Linked DNA regions of Ovis aries: region 1 is linked to region 2. A link is a contact called in public Hi-C data. All regions are on one chromosome and are shown on one strand. The core of a region is the stretch at or near the end of the contact, and the rest is flanking DNA. Distances in the headings are between cores, read along the strand shown.

Region 1 (3,267 bases), core at 6-2,505, 150 kb after region 2:
AACAGCTGCATGATCTGTTAATCTGCAGCAACCAGAAAACGAAAATTAAAGTGTGGAAGCAACCACGATGACTTGGAATCCTCGTGAGCATCTCCTTTTTTGCAGATTACAAAACAGACACACAAGCCCCAAAAACAACCCTTCACCCATTCCACCCAGATTCTAAGGAAAGTGGACCCTGAGGTGAATCTATCTTTTCAGCTTCCAGACCCAAGAAGACTATAAAGATAAGCACAAGATGGATGGCTGGAGGGGGAGGGGAACACCAAATCGGCCCCTAAAGGTCTTAGAAAAGAGGGAAAATGTATTTTTTCAAAAAAGGCAGAGCCCAGAAAAACAAAAGGGAATGTGGTCGGGAAAGCACGCTACAAAGCAAAGATGTTCCCTCCCGGTCCACACGGGGGATGCAGTACATTCACTCTGTCAGCTTCGGGACGGAATTGTCAAACATCCTTCGGCCATTGTTCCTATAGTAGGCTGGGGCGTTTGAAGGGAAAGAGCAGCACCCCCACGCCTGCCTCTACCAAGCAGCAAACGGAAGAAAAAGCAACCTCCGCAACGCACGCCTCGCCCGAGCCAGCAGGCGGGCGCGCAACCGCGGGGCGGACCTGGGACCCAGGGCCTAGCGCCAGGCCCAGTGTCTCCGCGGCGGGAAGGAGAAGAGTCGACCCACAAGCTGGAGGGCCGAGCAGCAGCACGCTCGCGCCGGATGGGGTGGGGAGATATATGGGCGGGGGTCGCCCCGGCGGGGGTTAGGGGTTCGGGGAGCCGGTTAGGCCTCTCTCACCATCGCGCCAAAGTCTCCCGCTGCAGCCGATGCCGACTCCGCCGCCGCCGCCGCACACGAGCTTGCCCGCAACGCCGCTAACAGCCAATCCCCGCGAGAGGAGCCGCCGGAAGTCGTCAGAGGCGCACCGCGAAAGAACCTTTCGGACCATAGAGGCTCACAGATTTCCGGCAGCTAGAGCAGAGAGTGACCCTGTTTCAGCCATCTTGGATAAGGGAAAGGAAGCACACAGGGAACGTATCGGAACTTGAAAAAAAAGCACTTTTTTCTAGACACGATTTTGGGTACTCGCGTTATTAGATTCGCGGCTAAAGTGATCACCGGTATAGACAGTGACACAAGCCATCTTTCAGTGGCCCCACTCAAAAATGGCGGCTGTATAAGAACCCTGGGGCATAGGTCGGTTGTAACCCCGGAAGTACCCTTCTAAAGGAGGGGGCTGTAAGGCAATCCGGAAGTGGATGTAATGAAGAGGTGCCACTTGGCGGCCATGGCAGCTGTAGTATCGGTGGCTCCGGGTCAAGGCCCGTCGGAGTGGAGTAACACGGGCAGCACTGGGTATAGGGTAGAGACAGCTTTGTATCAGCTTCACTGCTGAACCCCACGACCCGCCATTACCGGCCTGCAGGACGCCTTTCCTCACTCTAGACTCGGAGGAGAGTTTCCCGTGGTTGGTGGGCTGGTCCCGGAGCTGGGGGGGCGATCACCTGCGGGGTGCCCCAGGGAGATAAGGGAGCAGGGAGAACGAACTAGTTCACTGGGGTTTTCGTCCTTTTCTTGCTGCCATCGGGCACATTGCTTGTGGAGGAAATAGGCCCATTGTGCTGCCCGTATTCTGACGATTGAACCAATAGCTCCTTCGTATAGTTTCCCATTGACTTCTCATCTCTGTTAACCCATGGGAATCCAGTGACTGGTATATGAAAACTTACGGGCTGGGACCTAAGATTGCTGGAAGTTGTCTCTAGTATCAGCAAAAAGGGGGCTCTTTACAGATACGTTCAAGAGAAAAGTGCCTCGTGAACGCATCTGCCGGTGGGGAGGACGAAAGAACTGGAAAGTCCACCTGTTCCCTTGGAACAGTCACACGTGTTTAAGGACCTGAGCTCCCGAAAAGTTATAGACTAGTGGTATTGGATGAATAAAGAAGGCAGAATGGATGATTTCATCTCCATTAGCCTGCTGTCTCTGGCTATGTTGGTGGGCTGTTACGTGGCTGGAATCATTCCTTTGGCTGTTAATTTCTCGGAGGTAAGCGCTCAATTTTCTATTTTCTATCAGCTGTCAGGATGGCAGCTAGGAAGTAGTGACAATTGAAAGGGAAGCTGCTTCCCCATTTAATAGCAGAGCTAAAGGTTTTCTTAAGGATGACTTTTTTCAGAAGATGCAAAACATTTAATAATAGAAACAAACCTCTTATTTAGCACGAATTCTTAACGGAGAGGGGTAGGGGCGGGGAGTGGTGGATCCACTGAAGATCCTTGGATACTCTGAACTTCCTGAAATTGCATACCAAAATTTGCGACTCTACATTTTCCGGGAAAGACACCGTAATGTTATTTTGATACCAAGAAGTTTCAAAGAGTCACGGTTCTGGATTGCTGTCAAAATATACATGAAGAATATTGTTTGTTCATATGAGCTGAAGTCAGTATAATTTCTTTTGGAGAAAATCAGGCATAGCTTTTTGGGAAAAGGTGGTTTTGTTTTGTTTTGTTTTGTTTTTGGGCGGGATACCTGTAATTAGAATGAAGTAAGGAAACTAAATTGTTCTTAACTCAAACTTCCTTTTAAAGAAGAACATTGGATAGGTTTTTGAAGTTGTTTTCAAATCTATTTGCTTAGTAATGAATTTTTTTGTTAGTATGGTTTGACATTTTGTTTTAATTTCTTTGGTTCTTTATTATCACTTGAACGAACATTAACAGGGAAGAAATATAGATGAAAGCATTGTTCAGTGAAAGTGCAGATGGATTCTTTGGGCTGTTGTAAGGAGTTCACAGCTTGCACAGTGCTCAAAGATTAGGGGAGAAAAACTACTGCACTCAGGATTTCTTAATTATACCTTGATGTTCAACAGTAAGATAGTTTCACTGTCAGTCCTGAAAGTGCTTTCAAAGAAAAGGGAAGTGGAGAATGGTCTGAAGTAAAGGAAGGGTATAGACGAGCTGTGAGGTAGGCCTTGAGTTAACCTGAGGGAGGAGAAGGCATTGGTGGTAAAGAAAATAGCCTGTGGGTGAGAAAAAAGTTGGAACTAGGTGTTAGGAGTTTGAGAAATAAACCCCACGGTCAGATAGAAGGGGGACTTAAATTGCTACTGCTCTTTATCTGTTTCCTTTTTGTTTTTGGTTTTTTTAGCATCTAATGATAACTTTGAGCTACAATTTTTTGAGCATATACATTACCTAATTTCATTAAAAAAAAAAGGTACAGATAAGGAGACTGAGACTTAAATTATGTAACTTGGACAAGTTTATGAA
Region 2 (3,493 bases), core at 578-3,077:
AGGATGGCAGTTCCCTTACATTTTCTCCTTGTCTGGAGATGCCTGTGGGGCCTGATTCCTAAGGAGCAAGGTCTCCCTGGCTTCCCAGACAGAACATGACCCCTGGATCTGCCCCATGATTCATGCAGAAACCAGAGAGTGGCTGGACAGTGGTTTTCTTGGTCTGTGGAAATGAATCCTGGTCCCTGCTGCAGTCTAATTAAACTCTCCAGGCAAGGCAGACGGGGGACAGCAAGGCTGGCAGGAATCCCCGCACCTTCTCCTATTGCTCCTGTTACCATCTCCTCTTGCCTCAGATTCCCTGCTACTCTTACAGAGCTCTTGGTGAGATCCTTTTTTGTCCATGACCCTTCTTAGGGTCACATTCTTGCAAGGGTCATGTTTGGATTTGTCCTCGTGGTGAGACTTCAGAGTGAGGAAAGGATATTGCAGTTATAACGATGACTTTTCTGCAGCCAGAAAACCCACTCAGGTTTTCTTCCTTCAATTTACTTCACTCCAGTGGAAATGTATGGAGCGTCTACTACATGCACATTTCAGTCCTGCTGCTGGAGAAACAGGGACGGAGGGGTGCTGATGGAGGTGGCAGGATAAAGCATGAGCTGTGACCTCACCATCTGCCAGCTTCATTTAGAGGCCAGGACCCGAGGTGGTCTTTCAGACCAGCCAGTGTCCAGGAGCACCAGGAGGACACAAACTCCTTGACAACCCTGCCTCTCACATGCAAGGGCCTCCTGGGTCCAGACTGCCTCAGCCTGGCCAACCTCAACTCCCACCAAGAACTTTCCAGATCCTGGTACCCAGCACCACCAGGTACCTCTCTTCTTTGAAAGCATCAAGTACTTTCATCCTCTGGACGTTTTCTCAGGCTGTTCATGGCGCTCACACCCTGCCCTGTCCTCCCCTTTCCTACCTCTTAAGACTTTATTCGAAGAATTTATCCACTTTCTTTGAGAAGCCTTTCCTTAAGACTGCCTTGCGGTACAGTATTTCTTCCTCTGTGACCTCTGCTTGGTTAGTTAAGTTAATATCTATTTAGTATCTAATATCTATTCCCTGAGTGTCTGTTTCATGCCTGATCCTGCGCTGGTCTCCTAGAACTAACTTAGCCCACCTTGCTGTCTGCTCGTAAGTGAGAGTAGTTCACACAGAGCCGGGGCAGAATCTCACTGGTTTCTGTGTCAGTGTTTTGAACTTTGCTTTAAGTGTCAGACGGAGAGGTAGTTTCTAGAATGGGCTCTGCCACTAATTAGTCGTGTGGCCTCGGGCGAATCTTCCAGCCTCTCTGGCCTCCTCCCTTCTTCCTGATGAAACGGTGACGACGATACCCCCGAGTTGTCCAGCGGACAACGAGGCGGGGTGGAGGGAAGCATCGTGAACGCTGGGAGCCCCAGGCGAACGGAAGAGGTGAGGTGGTTGTACCCACAATCTCCTTTCACTGGCTGCGAAGCCGCGTCTCTTCCCTTTCGCTCTCTTCGAATGTCAAGTGCACCGGCTTCCAATCCCTCCTCGGGGCGGGCCCTCTGGCGGCTCGGCATCCTAGGCTGCGGAGGATCCCGATGCAAACTCCAGACTCTCCTCGCACCCAGCTGCCCCTTCCCAAGGACTCGCCGAACACATCTTAAACCCTGTTCAGAGCGCAGCCCCAGAACTGCAGCTCCGCTGCGCGGGCCCCGGCCGGGGTCGCGCATCTCCAGCCGGTGACTCAGGGCCGCTCGGTCCGGGAGTGGGTGGAGGTAGGCGGGACAGACCCGGGCCGCGCGGGGGCAGGCGCCGGGAGCTCGGTCGCGGAGCAGTTGGAGTCGAGACTGGCTCTGGCCCGTCGCCATTCCGCCGCGGGCGTCTGCCTCGCCGGGCCTTCTTCTCGCGCCGCTTCGCATCCGCTGCGCTCCTTTCCCGGGGCGCAACGGCCCGGCAACCCGCCGGGGCTGGAGCGCGGGGCCGGCTCTGCGAGCGAATGAATGGGCGCCCGGGGGAGGCGCGCGCCTGGGGCTGAAGGGCATTAGGACCGTGAGGATCGCTCCGCGCTCCTGTCTCTCCCTATCACCCCCCCACCCCCCACCTCTCTCCTTTTTCTGCTCTGCAGGACCGAGCAGCCCCGCGCGAGCGAAAACAAACAGCTGGGGCTGAGAGTGGCCCCCGCCCCGGCCCCGAGAGCACGCCGGCCCGGGCCCCTACTCCGGGCGTCCGCCCGCCCACCATGAGGAAGATCCGCGCCAATGCCATCGCCATTCTGACCGTAGCCTGGATCCTGGGCACTTTCTACTACTTATGGCAGGACAACCGAGCCCACGCAGCATCCTCCGGCGGCCGGGGCGCAAAGAGGGCGGGCGGGAGGCCAGAGCAGCTCCGAGAGGACCGCACCATCCCGCTCATTGTGAGTACGCGCTGCGCGCGGGGTGGGCGGCCGGGGAGCCGCGGCGCGCGTCCTAGCCCCGCGCGGCTGCAGAGGGCGCGGGGCCGGGCCGGGGGCTGCGTGCCCGCTGCGCTCCGCCGGCTTTGTATACGTTGGAGCATTCCTGTCCGTTGTTATGGCAACCTCAGTCGGGCTAGCGGGGCCAGGGCGCAGGGATGGAGGGAGGGTGACAGCGGGTGGGGGCTGGGAGAAAGTACTGCAAGTTTGGTGGGCCCGGCGTGCGCACACGACTGGGAACGTGGCGGCGCTCTCGGCACTGCGCCGCGGGGCCCGGGGCGCAGGGGCCGGGAGTTGGGGGTTAGGGGTTACCCCCGCCTCATGCGTCCGGGAAGGCAGCTGGACCTTGCGCACGGCGAGCGGCAGTGAGAACCGCACGCTGCTAAGCGCGTGGGTGGCCGTGTTCTCCCCCTCTCCAGCCTCTTGGGGGCAAAAGACGTGGGGTGAGGACGCTGGGTAAGGCACGGTCACTAGGGGCTGTGCTGGACTTCGAGCCCCCTTCTCAGACCCGGTCAACTTGAACCTGCTTGTGATGAGGACTCCCTACGACTACCCCCAGGGTTCTCTGGATCCAGGAAAGGTCTCGTCCTGAAGGCGTCCCTCGCCCCAACACCAGTCCACCGCCACGGGTGAACTAGCAGTGTCTGGCCCCCCGACGTCAGTGCGAACGGCGGGGCATGGCTGGGGCTCGATGGAGGTGCAAGAGTGCCCTCCCGACGCTCTGGGGGCCTGGACTGGGGCGTGCCTGTCACTGCCTCCTCCAGGGCCCCGGGTGACAGCTGTGTGTGGCAGGGGCACCTGTTGAGACGGGAGGTTCCGGGACCCGCGGCAGGCGCGCTCGGGCGGGCCGCGTCCTTCGTATGGGGGCGGATGGTGGGCGAGACCCTTGGGCGACCCTCGGGTCTGGGCTAAGGGGCGGGGCCGCCTGGGGGAGCGGAGTGTGGGGCTGAGCATGGCCATTCCGAAAGGCCTGGCCTTGAGGAGCCCCCCAGGGAGGCGCAGGGTCAGGAGGGCGAAGGCTTGTGTGGAGGAGAATCTGAGGTCTTCGTGCCAAGGCAGCCGAATCCCAGGAAAACGGAG

Evidence for each region. A called contact is a pair of places that touch in the nucleus more often than the background predicts.
Region 1: a Hi-C map of muscle shows a contact between it and region 2, with 2.3 times the contacts expected there. The contact joins the promoter of SLC39A9 here to the promoter of GALNT16 in region 2. A contact is called at or near these places in 2 of 16 Hi-C or Micro-C datasets (hypothalamus and muscle).

The regions. Positions count from the first base shown.
Region 1 is chr7:79,290,372-79,293,638 of ARS-UI_Ramb_v3.0, forward strand. It overlaps SLC39A9 (solute carrier family 39 member 9), which reads left to right and starts at 1,256. Exons shown (of 7, transcript XM_004010748.5): 1 at 1,256-2,038. The coding sequence starts at 1,925. ERH (ERH mRNA splicing and mitosis factor) reads right to left here and starts at 895. Exons shown (of 4, transcript XM_004010751.4): 1 at 788-895. The coding sequence starts at 790.
Region 2 is chr7:79,144,754-79,148,246 of ARS-UI_Ramb_v3.0, forward strand. It overlaps GALNT16 (polypeptide N-acetylgalactosaminyltransferase 16), which reads left to right and starts at 1,828. Exons shown (of 15, transcript XM_060418700.1): 1 at 1,828-2,377. The coding sequence starts at 2,201.